Regions from separate parts of the Mus musculus genome. Here region 2 is linked to region 1. The links are chromatin contacts, called in public Hi-C maps. All regions are on one chromosome and are shown on one strand. The core of a region is the stretch at or near the end of the contact, and the rest is flanking DNA. Distances in the headings are between cores, read along the strand shown. Region 1 overlaps Klhl32 (kelch-like 32). Region 2 holds the start of Ndufaf4 (NADH:ubiquinone oxidoreductase complex assembly factor 4).

Region 1 (7,678 bases), core at 3,292-5,791:
TGGGTGGAACAACAATATGGTTTTAATCACAGAGTAGAGTGATGGCAATATGACAGTGTTATTTATATACGCACTGGGGTGTGGTCAAACTCTCATTAGCTCACCCCCTAAATGGAGCTGAGTCCTTCTTCTCCTGCATCCTTGCTGGAAGCCATCTATCGTGGAGGGTGACACCCTAGCATCCTATCACAGTTTTAAAGAGTTCTCTCTGATGGCTTCCTGTCTAGGCTCTTACTACTTGGGGGAGTGGGCTGAGATTGAGTGGTGATAGGGGTTGACATATCCCTCTTTCTCAACTGTGCATCTGCAGTCATTGATATCACTGTGAAAGTAGCTCATTTGCTCTATATGGACAGTGGGAGCATGGATTATGGGCTTCCACGTGATTTCTGGTGTCACCACAGACCTAATTTTTCTCAAATGACTTTAGCCTGTGCCAAGTTGACATAAAAACCAGCTAACCTTAACTTAACCTTGACTCTTCTGCCTTGAGGCTCTTCAGCACCTTAAGATAACTGTGTCCTGGAATATGCACCATTTTTGGTGCTAGGTATGGTTGAAAATGTGGACTCTATACAGTCCTCTGAAACCTGATTTCATTATGCTCAATTTGCATCGTTTTAGTTAGTCCTCTGTATCCATGGGTCCAGCATCCATGGAGTAACCTCAGATCAAAAATAGATTTAAAAATGTGTCTTATTAAATACACACTATTCCTTAAAAAATAAAACAGCAGAACTGTTTTCTTAGTTTTGACATTATCACAAGTAATTTGGCAGTGGTCAAAAGAACCCTCAAGATCTTCCTCTCAGATTTTTTTCTCCTTTCAAACTATTATGGATTAAGATGATAACAAAAAGGATTAGTATTTGACATGTTAGGTACATTAGCAAGATGTAAAAGAAAAACACTGCATCAACAGATGATCACTGCACAACTCATTTTTGTAGGGATTAAAGAAATTTAACATCTGCTTACCAAGGAGCTGTGACAAATTAGTCTCTGGTTGGAAATTTCATTTGAAAAGAGATAAGACAGGTCATTCTTAAACTATATTCTGCATCTGCTGCTTCTTAACAATTGTTAGCTCTGTGTGCAGAAGAGGTATATTTTGTAGTGGAAAATTCTGATATCCTCCACAGGATATCAAAATGTAGAAAAATAATAGTAAATAGTAAGAAAACTTTTCTATGGTGGCACATTCTTAATTCATCTTGACTCACCTTTAAATGCTATTTTAATTCATCAAATTAAACTATGCAGGATGAGAAGGCCATCCTTAGATAAGTTTGGAGAAACACTAATTTACCTTGCTGACCTGCCATGAGCACTGCTAGCAGGGAACTGAGCTCACTTTATGATTTTTCTATCACATACTGTTTGAAATGTATCAGATTAGATATAATACCTTAATGGTGAACTGTTCTAACCTTTAAGATTCTTTTCTCAATTTGCTGGATTAGTAACCTAAGATTTTCAAAAAGAGTAAGATTTTTTTTAACCCACCTGTAATAAATACCCTTTCCCATTTCAAAGCTCAAGTGTTTGTCTCTGTTTGTGTTTGATATCATACCATAGAGCCTACAAAGCACACTGTGAGAGGAACTGTAGCAATAATGGGTTGCTAAGCAAGTCTCTCAGCTAATTAAGCAATGTGGCTTGAATTATTCTAACCGTCTGTGCAGCTCACCCATGATGGAGCAGGTGAGAATGATGCTCATTTTAGTTTTTGTCAGAACTTACACTAGAAATAAGTGAAAGAATATCCTACTTGTAATAATTAAAAAGAAAAGGACTACTAGGTGAAGTTGTATGGGCTGAATGTTTGAAACAACCCAATATGCAGTAATAATCGAATACCTAACCAGATGGTAATTTCATTAAGTATTTCAAAATCATACCAATTGCAGGTTTCTTTATAATATAATAAATGCTACATTTTATCAGATTACAGATATTTTATTATGCAAACCAGAAGCACAGTGTAATATATCCCTTTTGTAAATAAGCATTTTTACCCTATTATTGCTCCCTTTCAAAATAAAATTGAGACAGAAGGAAGCCTACTCAGCTTATCCAAATTATAATTAATTTTGGCAATTGGGTGTATTACAAAATGTGAGCTAGACTCTCTAAGGAGAGTTGTAAATGCAGTCATGGACCAGGTCCCAGATTGTTCAAATAATTTATTTTTCTGTTTAGAGTTGCTTCACTCATTAAAAGCCAAGGCAAAGGGTGGGTAGCAGGGACGGATGGGAAGTGCACACAGGCCAGGAACTTCAATTCTGCCGAGCACACCTGCTCTCTTATGCTAACCCTGGAGCTGCTGTGAGGATCCAGTTGTCATTTCCTCCCCATTTTCCTCCTCTCTGTGTGTGGCTTCGTCAATGAGTGCTTGATTAGAGAAGCATCATCCTTCTGTGTGTACATACCCAGTAGGTACTTGGTTTAAACTGATTCCACTAATCACACTTGGAAGGAAACGGAAATTTCCATGGATAGTGTCTGTGGTTCCGATCACTGCAGGTGTAGTTCGTAAGATCTTAATTGTTCCCCGTGACTATTGGATGTTTTTTCTTTCTATCTTTAGTCAGCTATTATCAAATCTCAAATACTTTCTATACTCAACTCTCTAAAAAGGTCAAAAATCTGAAAGTTTAAAAATATCAAGAGCATGTCTAGGAAAGTGGGAAGGGGCTGTTAAATGTCAGTGTTCAATTCCTACTGGCTCCTCCATGGTGTTCTGTGCTACTGGTGTCATGAGCTTCTAGAATACTCTTTGCATTTTTCTCACTTTTCCTTCCTTTCTTATACTCTTTAATGCAGCTGGAATGCTTGCGGATTCTTCTGAAACCTTCTAAGCCTGACTCTGACGACCCAGCTTGAGGATGCCGTCTGAACACTGCCTCAGGTACACACTGAATGAGAAGCCCTTTTCAGTATGGCGAGCTGAACCCAGGAACAACGCAGTACTGAGCACAAAGCAGTGAACAGTGAGCACTGAGCACAGAGCATTGAGCACAGCATAGAGCACTGAGCACAGAGCAGTGAGCACTGAGCACCGAGAACTGAGCACAGAGACTGAGCATAGAGCACTGAGCACAAAGCACTGAGCACAGAGCACAGAACACTAAATACAGAGTACTGAGCAGAGCACGGAGCATAGAGCACTGAGCACAGAGCAGAGAACACTAAATACAGAGCACTGAGCATAGAGAACTGAGCACAGAGCACTGAGCACAAGGCTCGAACTGAGCACGATTTGACTGAATAAACATAACAGTCATGATTTTTGTGATTTTGGTATTTGGAAAAAGGATGAACCACTAAGACCTCTTGATCAAACTTAGAAAAGCCTCATGAGTCTTTGGCTGATACTGCTTTTTGTTTTTGTTTTTTGTTTTTTGTTTTTTTTCTTTCTTATTTTGGATGGTAACCCTTTGAGAAAAAGGCAAATCACTATAAAGGTACATGATAAAAATTTGTAGAAAACTATGCTGCCTCTGAATATTGACCCCTTTAATGCAATCCCTTTGGGGAGGATTCAGAAGTTCCTGCTACCTTTTTTGAATATATATTTATTTGATAAGTATTTGCTGAGGCAAACATTCAACTTGATGTAAAGTACCAGCTATGACTGATACAAAATTTGATTTATTCCTTCATAAACTGGGTATTCTATCATAGAAACAGCTACACCACCAGCAATGCAAATGCCGTGATGAAAACCGTTCTGATGGTAAAGTGCAGTGCAAACCCAGGAAAGAAGCAGGCCTGAGGTCCCAAGGATGAGCTGAGCTGGGCGGTGCACCGAGGCGGGAGGGAGCTCCACAGTCTAAAGTCTGAGAGGCAGCCAGAGGGAAAGTAAGTGGCGGCCATTCTGCCTGGAGGCCGGTCCCCATCAGTTTCTGAGGAAGCAGTCCAAAGGTCTCTAGAAGAAATAAGAAGAGAGGTAATAGAACTGAGGAATAGCTGTAGAGTGTGAGGAATTAGATATTTCTATTAAATAGAGCTGTCTGCAGCTATTAGAGATGGCTAGTTCCAAAATCAGTTCAGAGTCGGTGGCATTGCCAGAGCAGGTCTAGCACTGCTTTATGCCTCTTGTGAGTTTGTTGCAGTCAGCAATTCTCAGTGGAGAATTAGGGAATGGTGTTCAAGGGCCAGCAGTATTTCTTATCATCAGGGATCGGTTGATTTTAGCTACATATTGTGCTAAACATCTTACAGTGTTTAAGACTGGTCCTCAGAGCAAGGTTTCTTAAGGTGGTTTAACCTGTCTCAGAATGCAGTTAATTCCAAGGCCGAGAAGCCCTATGCTAGATCTGGTACCCTGCCAAAATGATACACGTGGACTATGGTATTTATATGGTACGACGTCAGACAGTTTGTTCCTTGGTACCAGAATCTGTGTGTTCTCCAAGTGATTTCTTACCCTAAGCCTGCAATTTATGGTAATCAGCTCCCATCCTTCTGCCCTGTCTTCCACTGTGGAGTCATCTCCTTCCCTGCTCCCGCCCACAGCCCTGGCCCCCCTCCTCTCGGGCTTCCATTATGCCTTTTGGAACTGTTGCAACAAGACCATGAATGCTGTTGTGTCTTCCTCCTCAGCACAGACCTTTTATGGAAGAGCTGCCCAGATTCCAGGCCCTGGGATCCTCAGCCTGCTTTTCTCCAGAGAACGTTTTCTTCCAGCCAGCCACATTAGACCGCAGCCATAGCATGGATCTTGTTATCCCCACTAGTCACTTCATGTCTGAGATTCCTCCTGCTGTGGATTCATTTCCCAGCTTGCAGGTTTACCTTTTTCACTAGGGCTGTTATTTGCCTTCGTGACTGTATCTCCATAGATGCTATTGAGTTCTTTTTATGTTGACCAGCTATTGCTGCTAGCCATGGGACCTGGCCTTAGGAGTGGTTTGTATCCCCAGTGACATTCTGTTGGGGAAAACTAAGTTGTCATTAATGGCAATTATCAACTTGAGGTAGTTTCTGGATCAGGGGTGAGCACTTTTGTCCACTTCTCGTCTTACCACTGGGCCCTCACCTAGCACAGATAAGTGCAGACTCTATGCATGCTGCCGTGATCTCTGTGAGTTCAGATGTTCCTTGGTTCTGCTGGATTGGGTGTCTAGAAAGCCTTACTTCCTTGATATCCCTGCATGCTCTCTGGCTCTTACAATCTTTCCATCTCCTCTTCGGTGGGCTTTCCTGAGATCTGAGAGGAGGGGTTTGATGGAGGCAAATCATTTAGGACCAAGTGGTGCCTGGCTTTACGCACATTGTCTGGCTGTGAATCTCTGTATTAGTTTCCGTCTGCTGCAGCAGGAGGAGGCTCCTTTGATGATAGCTGGCTGGTCTGTGAGTTAGCAGAATGGTTGTTAGGAGTCATTTTATTGCTGTGTTCTCTTCTTAACAGGCTTAAATTCTGAAACTTTTGCCCAACCTTTAATTTTTTTCCATTTCAGTTGTTTTTGTGGCATTTGCCTGTGAGAATTTTCATTCAGATGAACTGAATAATCTATGCTGTCCAGTGCAGATCAGTTCATAAAAGTCTTTACATCAAACAAGCCCCCAGATGCCCAGAGTCTTACAGCTGTTTCTGGGGTTCCTATTTCCTGCCCCTTAAGAAGCAAAGCAAGCCATGACTTGCTTCTGTGCTTTCGGGGCCTTTTCCATGCAAGCAGCTTTTACTGTGCTCTTGGGACAGCTGGGCTCTGTCGGTTTCTCTCTGAGAAACCTGAGTTCTGTTTCTCTCCTTAGCCGAGGCTGAGTTTTGAGCTTCAGACCCATGAATCAAGCTGTGCTTTTGACATCTGCCCCTAGAAAGAAAAGTCTTTAAGACAACTCAAATTTAACATATCCCAAAATGAGTTTATTATTTTCTTCTTTTCCAGTTGCCCTACTGTTGGGACATCAAGTTTTATAAACCTGAAATAGGAGCATCTCCATGAGACGCCCCCCTTCCCATCCATATCTATATCTAACCTGTCACCGAGACTCCTAACTTTTCCCCATGAGTAGCTTTCAAATCTGTTCACCTCTCTGAAGCATTGTCCTGATGTTTCAGGGCAGGGCTCAGAGAGGCCTCAGCTACTGCCGTGGTCCCAAGCTGCCCCAGTCTGGCCCAGTCTCCCTAAGTGCTCTTGGGACTGCAATCCAGTTGAGCTTTTCTGAGACTTGCCATGGCTCTTGGTTGCCCTGGCCCACACATCCTACGTGAGTCATCACCTCAGCTGCGGTTACTCAGTTCCTTTGTACCCCCAGTTTCAGCCACTGATTTCTGTAGAAGAGTGTGTCAGTCTGTCTGTGCTCCTTGCTGACACAGGCCAAAGCTTGCCGTCCTCTTTTCCTGCGTACATCTTCTCTTCTTTGTCTCAGGGTGGTAACTCATCCATCTGCACCTTAGCTAGTTCTCCTTTGGGAAGCTGAGAGTACTTACTTGGTGTGCCACTGTCCTGATACACTGAATATGCTGTGATGGCCGTTACCACACTTTATTTATTCAGTATTTTATTTCCAGCATCTAGAATATCAAGGCAGAATAAATGTTTCTTATATGTAGGAATTAGGGAAGGGATATAAAAAGCTGTTGGTGTATAAGTAAACTTCTTTCTCCGTAGTCTTAATATTTCTTACTTGTGCAAAATGTCTTAATCTAAGCTTGTTATTATAGCTATGTTTATTTTTAGCATCCACTTTATAGAGTTTATAAAATATTATATAAAAATAAAATTAATCCCATTACCAAATCTGTTAAAAGCCTGCCCACATAAATAAGTAGCATTCTTTTACTATTAATGTATAAAAATATCTTTACCCTGTTGAGTGGTAGGTAAACATTAAAAGAGAAATCTACAGAACTTTTACATTTGAAATGTAAAGTAGAAAAGTATAGAGTTGTATTAGAATTTACATCTTAAGAACTTTCTGACTTCAGTTAAGTGAATAAATGAAAATAAGAGCTGTTGGGATTTCTGGGATTGAAGAGTTAACTCTATGCACTCAAAGTAGCCATTTGTGCTAAAGCAGACATTCAGGATGAGCAGGAGGCCACTGTCAGAAGCGTGCTCTGCATTTGATTTACTCGTTTTTCATGATTGGTTCCAGAATGAAAGTTACTGGCTCAAAGTCATGATTAGTCCTATTCCCTGGGACCTCATGAATGAATCTCCCCATTATTGGATGCTGGTATGTGACCAGTCTGGGGCTAACTCCCTGGCATTACTAATGTCCATCAGCTGCTGAGGGAATCTGGGATTCCTACTGTGATCCAGAGTCCTGGGTAGGCCAGTCCTGTGAGATGCAGAAATGGTGCTCTCGGACAGTGGCAGCTTGCCTGGAGTAACCTGGCAGGGTGCCTGTGAGCTGGTGGACTTGGAAATGGAGTCATGACAGGAAGCATGTCTAGTTTAAAGTAGATACATTTAAAATAAGGACTGAAGAGACAGCTCTGATTAATCTCTGTGATGTATTTCATATAAATCAGTGTGTCCCAAGTCACAGCCTAAGCTTTATGTCTTAAGTATAAGAGTATTAATGAGATATATTGAGTCCTTTTTTCATATCATTTTTGACAGCACACCTTAACTTGCACTAGCCTACTGAGAGAGTTCAGCAGCCCCAGGTTGCTAGTGACACCTGTTTTAGTAATGCAGATCTTGGGCTCCCACAGAAGACA
Region 2 (7,678 bases), core at 1,878-4,377, 99 kb before region 1:
AAAGAAACCTCAACTTGTATATGAGAAGAATGAGAACTGATTAGATACGCATTACACCTGTTTCGAATGAGCAGCACTCTAACGGCGCTGTTAACAGCTTACTTGAGAACTGTCTTCCAGCCTTCCCTCACTGATAAACTATTACCTAGATGTGTAAGACGCTTCTGGTCAGTGTTATCACAGCAAAAGGTAGCCCATGCATGCACACATGCACGCACGTGCAAGGGTGCACACACATTCACTTACGTACAGATTTTGAGACTCGGTCTGTGCATAAGCATCCACAGGCAGGTGGATCTCGTGAGTACCCACCTGAGCTTAACCTCAGTCTCTGTGCTTACTACCTAAGCCGTGCCAAGGATTCCCTTTCTCTTCATTTCCAGCTATTCCTGCCTATACTACTTCTAGGCCAATATCAAGGTATTTCTCTCCCCGCCCCCCGCCTTTTTTTCAATGACTCCCCAAAGCCCTTCTGATAAATCTAAAGTTTCTTGGCATGTTCTTCATGATGCAGCCATTACCCCAAGTCCCCTTCAGTCTCCCCTTGTTGCATACCGTACCTAAGCAGTCTCCCACACTCACTCACTCCACCTTCTTGTTCCCACTTGAGTCTCAGGCACTCACTCTTTTCCTCTTCCACTTCCTAAATCTCAAAGTGTCTCTCATCTTCCAAACCCAGGTACATCTGCCTTTCCCTCCATACATACAGATCTGGCTTTTCCACTTGACATCAAGATGAATAAAATTTAACATCCTCTTTTCATTTAGTGGAAAGGCAGAAAAAATTTACAAATTCCACATAAATATAAAATATTAAGAAAACAAAAAAACTGAAAAACTACTTCCTAGCAGATATGTTAACTAGTTATGTCAATAGCTAGAAAATAAAAATCAATTATTTTCCTGTGCATTAAAATGAGGGGAAGAAAATTTCTACTTAATAATAACATCTTTCTTCCTTCCTCAAAGACCTTCTAAAAAAATTAGAAGATCTTTACCTCTCTTTAGTTAAACTGTGAATACAATCTAATTATCATCAAATCTAAACAAGGCTTACTAAAGACACTAAAAATCTGATTCCCAAGTTCATTTAGAAGGAAGTGATTTGAGAAGATATGAAGCTTTTTTAGGTTATAACAGTCACCAGGATGTGTCATACCACTTTATTGAGATAGTATGGGTCTAGTGGTAAGAAACAAAAAACACCTGGTCTACAGAGTGAGTTCCAGGACAGCCAGAGCTACACAGAGAAACCCTATCTTGGAAAAAAAAAAAAAAGAAAAAGAAAAAGAAAAAGAAAAAGAAAAAGAAAAAGAAAAAGATGAAACAAAAACCAAACAACCAATAAGTCTATAAACAGAAGTCAGAAAATTAGTAAATAAATTATAGTTAGGTGACTGGCACCTATTTGAAGAGGTTAAACTGGTCACTTCAACAGACTAAATACCAAGTATAATATCAAATAAGTATCTTTACACAAAAATCACACACACACACACACACACACACACACACACACTCACATGCACCTCATACTTAGCATAAATGGGAAACCCTCCTTCCAAGTATTGCTGAGCTTAAAAATAATACACTATGGCCAACAATCAATGTATCTTTATTGTGTGAAAATCTGGTACTAACTAAATCCTACTGTCACTATTAAATTATGAATATTATAGAAGTAGCTGTAATTGCAGTCTTTTGCTCAGTATTAGATAATACAAAAAAGTTTTGTAATGAAAACAAAAAACAAAAAAAACTTTGAGGGCTGTGGCTGGTACTTCCTCTTCATTTAATCTAATTCTTTGCCTTCCAGGCTGCAACTTCAATTTGCACTCCAGGCCCAGGGTTAAATGTCACTTCCTCAGAAGCAGCCTTTCATCTTCCCCAGCCCGTAATTACATTATAGTTGTACAGCTGCTCATCCACGGAATGGTCTGTGGTCCGCAACGTACCATGGGCCTCAGAGAGTAATTACTGTTTTAATCACTACACACAACACTTACACCTGACACAGGAGACATACCCATCATTCCAGCATGCTATATTAACTTACATATAATATTACATATCCTGTTGGGACACATCCTCAAAACTATGAACGTGCCCCCACTCCAAACCCCCAAACACTGAGGTTGTCATTAAGAGCATCTTAATTTACAGAATATGAAATAGCTCTCAAAGTCATACTGGTCACTCAGAAAACCACTAAAAAATGCCGTAACCCAACCCTACAACTTCTGCAATAAACAATTCACACAGGTCCATCCAATCAATCCCTTCACAGGTCTTTCGGTATACCCTAAGTATACCCTAAGTATACCCTAAGTATACCCTAAGTATCGAAGGGGGTCCAGGCCTGCCTGTGTCTAGCTGTCTGTGCTCTACACTGACTGCTCCCCTCTACACACACACACACACACACACACACACACACACACACACTTTGCACTTTCACTCGTTGCCCTCTTTTTCTTGATCACTTTCTCAGACCTCCAAAATAAACTGCCAACTTAATTAACGTATACATTACCGGCAAGGCAGGCACCGGATCTTTGGAATCGACATATACATCTCTTAGCAATGACAGCAGCTTGTTATCTTTTTTAGAAACAACTTCTTCGATTTCTGGATACTCTAAGGAAAGAAAATAAGCCATAGTATCTTTTTTTTTTTTTTTTAAGGAAAAAAATCTCTAAACTCGTAAACATGTACAATATTAAAAAAAAAAATCATCTGGACATCTTGGGGCAAACACTTGGACGAGAGTCTGCGTGCAGCCTGCGCAGACGCCGGGAGAGAGCGCGGGCTGCCTTGGGCTCCGGGATTCCTTCCAGCCGCCACCACCCGGGGCCCGCGCGGGGACGACCTCAATGTCACCGGAGGCCTGGGAGGGACTGCACTCACGACTCCGGTGCTCCTGCAGGAGGTCGCGGGTAGAAGGGTGCTTGGGTGCCATGGAGGGCTTCCTCTTGCTGATCTCTCGCTCCGCTCGCTTCTCCACGTTGAAGTTCCTTAAGGCGCGGGTCACGCGAGCCCCCATCTCTAAATCATGATGCCCTTAGTTCACTACGCACGTGTAGAAGCCACCGGCACCGGTGACCTCTGTACGCACGGAGCATGCGCACACCAGGGGCCAGGCACCGGTAAAACGCCGAGGACGCGCTCGTCGCCCCCTGGTGGCCGGGAGGACGCACCCTGGACTCCGCCCCGCCCACCCTTCCGCACAGGCGCATGCGCAGACATCTGGGCGTTGTCAGGGACGCCGGCCGGCGACTCCGGAGTCTTTAAGGATGAGCTGCTGTGATCCCACGGTTGCAAAATCCCGAGTAGCCAGTGTGGAGCGGAGATCTTCCAACCTCTTCAGAGGGCAGAGCGCAGGGTCAAGGTTCTGAATTTACCTGCCCATGCTTTTGAGAAATTGAGAATATTTGTTCTCAGCCGCAATTCCATTCTAACAGCCCTTATTTTCCTGTCCCTTGCCTGGAGCTTTCTGAGCCAATTTTGTGTTGGTTTTGTTTGTTTGTTTTAACTCTTTCACTATCTTGACATACCATTTTCCTGCCACTTTGTCCCTAGTGCTATGAGTTTTAGGCTTTCCTTCCCCTTCTCTCATAAGTAGTACTAACTTGACATACTCCTCCATTAGCGCTGAATCACCGTGCTCTTCTCAGCCCCATTTCTCAGCTCTACTGCCTCTCGAGTCTCTGTAATCTTGGCAAACCCTGGTGTAACTTAACGCTGTATTTGGAAAAAGAAAAAAAAAATCTACGGTACACATTCTATCTTCCTTTCCCCTTCTCTTCCACCCACCCTTTGTCTCTTCCTTCTTTTACGTTTCCGAAAGTATTCAATGTGATTGGCCCATAGTTTTTAAAGCCCACCAGCAAGAAAATAAGTTTTCGAATTAATATTTTTCCCAGACTGTGGTTGTGAAATCTATTAAAGATTTTAGCCTGGTTGGTTAGGTGAATAGATTAGTTGTGTCTAACCAACTTAAAGAAAAAAATTAGGGGGAGGGGTTTTCATTTTTTTAAGGACTATTACTAATTAAACTGTTTCATAATAGAGAAAACACTAGAGGGGTAAAGTTCTCACTGTTGCTTATGAAACCTGTCTCTGGAGATGGGTTATGTAGAAGCTAAAACCGTGTTCAGTGAGTTAATTTGTTAGTTATCCTGAAGGTGGCAGTCTGCTCCAAGATTTCCATCTGAGAGCTTTTTAAACAAGTTCATAACTGGGTGCCTTTTTTTTAAAACCAATTTCTCTGGACATCAAGAAATGTTCCTTGGCCTCATTAAGTCTGTTCTGTGCTTTAAGAATTATAGTAGCAATTCCACTCACTGCCTGCTAAAGTATTTTAAATTTTCATGTGATTCCACCAAACTTAGGGCTACATGAAAGTAACCTTACACAAGAGTTTCGAGTGAGTCCAGGACAGCAGATAGTACAAAATTAAAGATCTGTGAATTTCTACACGCAGGAAAGCTTGGATTTGACACTGGAAGAGACAGTGGCAGGTGAGCCTATTGTTTTATCTAGCCTTGGCCTGGGGTTACTCAGACCCTTAAAGACCAAAACAAGGCAGAGAGGCTCCAGCAGAACCCACCTTTGGCTATCTTACTTTGGTAATCAGAATGGAAACAAAATCCTGGACCATAAATCCATAATTTCAGCTCTTCTTGTCAAGACATACAATGTAGCAGAAGGTCTGAACTTAAGATTTTCTTTCTGGCTTCTGCCTGAGGATTGAAGGCAGACCCTCAAGGGAAGTCAGAAGTCTGCTTTTCTCTCAGCCAAACTGAAGTAAGGTTGATAGCTGATAATGAATGATAGTGATGAACTCCAAATATCACCAAAACAGTAAAATGCTAGTTTTTGAGAAGAGACATTTTCCTTTGTTTTGTTTCGTGCTGTATGCCCAAATGGTGCCAGGACAAAGTGGGTGTTTATGCCAAGATCAGTTTCAATCATTGACTAGCATGCTCTTTCCATGTGATGGTGTTGTTGAACCTGGGAAGGCTGGAACATCAATAGGCATTATAACAAGGGTCTAGAATGCCATCTGCCTTTGCCTCGCACTCGCAGCAGTAATAGTCACCATCAGGTAGAACCTGCAAGCTTCCCTCACCATTGTGTAGCAATTTCCTCCTGGTTGAACCTTCCCTCCTAAAGCAGGAGGGATGCTTATGAGACTCAGGAAGTCAACAGAGCTTACAAATCTGGGAAAGCTGAAGGCTACATGTTAAAGAAGGCCACTGAATAGTGCTAGGGAGAGGAGGATTAGAGGTGAGGAGCTGCCTGCCCGTCAGACAAAGAGCTCCAGAATTGCTGTCTCAGTGAGCTGTTACCCAGATCGCAGCAGGCTGGTTAGTGAAATGGCTCCTTACTAGTCATCCCGTTCCTCTAATGTATTCCAGTGAGTAACCCTCCCCCCAAAATTCACTGGCTTCCCAAGTTGGACTCTGGTGGAATTATATACTTTATCCATTCATTGGTTCCCTAGCTCCAGTTAGTAGACATTTATTCACGTCTTCCGAAGAAGTGTCAGGCACACAATACTTACCCTCCTCAGTTCTCCTCTCTGCCTCTACTCACCATTACACACTCCTCCCTGTACAGAACACACTTCAGTGTCCTACAAGGCATTTTAGAACTTACACTCAGGAAGTAGGTGACTCAAGTTCAAGACATACGCTAAAGGCGTTATAGTGAGCAAGTTGCAGATGTTCGTGGGTCTCAGAAATATCTTTGTGGGATATTGATGTTGAGGGAGAATCTCTCTAAAATCTGCACTACAGTACAGGAGTCAATGGATTTGTAAGAGCCCAATTCACATTATTTCTGAGGTTGTAGGTTTGGCTAGTTTTATAGTGACATGGAGTTACTTGTTTGTGAAACTTGCAACTGGAATCAGAGGCACCCAGACTTCAAGACAAAAGGCATTAGTCTTTTTGTAGATCTAGTGTTCAAACTAAGGAACTGTGAACCTTATAAATCACAGTGAAAAGAAACACAGATCTCTGCTCAAAAGAAATATATTATGAGCCAAATATGAATGACCATAGCTTGAGAATATAGATTCAGGTTGTCCTAAATGATATGATCTAGTGTGGGAGTGGGTATGTAAACTTTTCATAAGCCAGAACAAAAGAGCCATAAATTAATGGGCTTACCAAATATACTTATTGTGGCAAGGTTACCTAATAATAGCAGCTGCTAAAAGGGCTATTTGTTTTGGTTTACAGTCCAAGGCTATACAGACTATCAAGGCAGAGAAAGCATGGTAGCAAAAGTGAGACACCTAGTCACTTTGCCTCTGCATTCAGGAAACAGAAAAAAAAAAAAAAAAAAAAAAAAAAAAAAAAAAAAAAACCCTGGTGCTCGTCTTGTCACGCTCCAAACCCATGAAATAATGTCACTCACATTTCCCATTGCAAGAAACCCTATCAAGATAGGGAGCCCAGAGGCTTGTCTCTTTGGTGATTGTAAATTCTCTCAAGTTGACAGCCAAGAGCCATCCCACGTCTACTCATGATCAATTTGACATCATAACACGCCACTTTTAAGTCACAACAGTCTATCTATTGTCCTCATAGGCTCATGGCTATCTCATACAATGTATGTAGTCCAATTTCAAAAGCCCCCAAAGTCTTTAACAATCCCTCAAATTATACAAATGCAGGGTCTCTTCTGAAACTCAAGTAGTCTTTTAACTATGAGCCCCTAGAACATCAAAACACCAGTTACACACTCTCACTATATGTGTCACAGAATAAGCAGCTCCATTACAAATGGGAGTGATGGGAGCAAGGAAGGAGTGCACCAAAGCAAGGCTGAAACTCGAACAGGGCAAGCACCAAATCCTGCAGCTCCATGTTTGGCATCTGGGGCCTGTGATGGAATCATCTATGCTCTAAAGGGCTCAGGTAGCACCACCCCTCTACCTGAGGCACACTCACACAGTACTGGCATCTTTAGCATTTTGGATGCTCCATTGTAGCATAGACTCTACCTTCACAACTTCCTGCATTGGCCTCATGGGACTTCTTTATAAAGGCTCTACCCCTGTCACATACTGCTTGGCCTCTGAGGCTGTGTGAAACCTCGGTGTGGTGAGGGCCAAAATAACTATCGATTTCACATTCTTCTTCCCATGAAAAGCAGTACATAAATGATACTGCCAAGTCTACCTTTAGCCTGTCCCCTTGGATCACAGTTGTATGACCCTCCACATGTTAATCCTAGGAAAACCAATGGTTTTCAGTAGGAAATACTTTCATTAGCATTAGCTCAGTCTCTCACCTTTCAAAGGAATTTGTATTTTGAGAAGACGGGGCCTTTGATGGGGACCTTGCCCTCCGGGCATCTTTTCTATTGCTCCAGTGTAGAATTTCTACAATGTAACTGTTTCTGTTTAATGATTTTATACATACATATATATACTCTCAGATTACTGCAATTTAAAAAATATATTTTTAAATTAGTTGTGTATATGTCTTTGTGGGGCTAAGTATGTGTGAATGCAGGTGCCTGCAAAGGCCAAAAGATGGTGTCTTGTCCACTGGAGAAGAAGGTACAAGCAGTTTTAAGCCACTCAATGTGCTGGGATCCAAACTCTGCAAGAGCCATACACACTCTTATCTCTCCAAACATTGTTTGCAACATTAGACTCATT

Evidence for each region. Hi-C and Micro-C count contacts between places; a contact is called where the count stands out from the background.
Region 2: a Hi-C map of uterus shows a contact between it and region 1, with 5 times the contacts expected there. The contact joins the promoter of Ndufaf4 here to the enhancer-like site in region 1. A contact is called at or near these places in 4 of 39 promoter capture datasets (embryonic stem cells, hippocampal neurons and liver), 5 of 484 Hi-C or Micro-C datasets (embryonic stem cells, forebrain, reprogramming fibroblasts and 1 more) and 2 of 9 other capture datasets (adipose tissue and pancreatic islet).

Annotation. Positions count from the first base shown.
Region 1 is chr4:24,796,039-24,803,716 of GRCm38.p6, reverse strand. It overlaps Klhl32 (kelch-like 32), which reads left to right. Exons shown (of 11, transcript NM_001163020.2): 2 at 2,827-2,911. The coding sequence starts at 2,889. Among named protein-coding and RNA genes, the nearest start is that of Gm31379, 51 kb to the left of the region's middle. Within about 2 kb of position 4,541, at least 14 of the 459 cell types and tissues checked have an H3K27ac peak or open chromatin away from gene starts, as enhancers often do. A contact at or near this core is called in hippocampal neurons and uterus, where this site is marked.
Region 2 is chr4:24,893,532-24,901,209 of GRCm38.p6, reverse strand. Ndufaf4 (NADH:ubiquinone oxidoreductase complex assembly factor 4) reads right to left here and starts at 3,127. Exons shown (of 3, transcript NM_026742.4): 1 at 2,908-3,127; 2 at 2,534-2,637. The coding sequence starts at 3,043. It overlaps Gm46848 (a long non-coding RNA gene), which reads left to right and starts at 3,088. Exons shown (of 3, transcript XR_001784261.2): 1 at 3,088-4,520.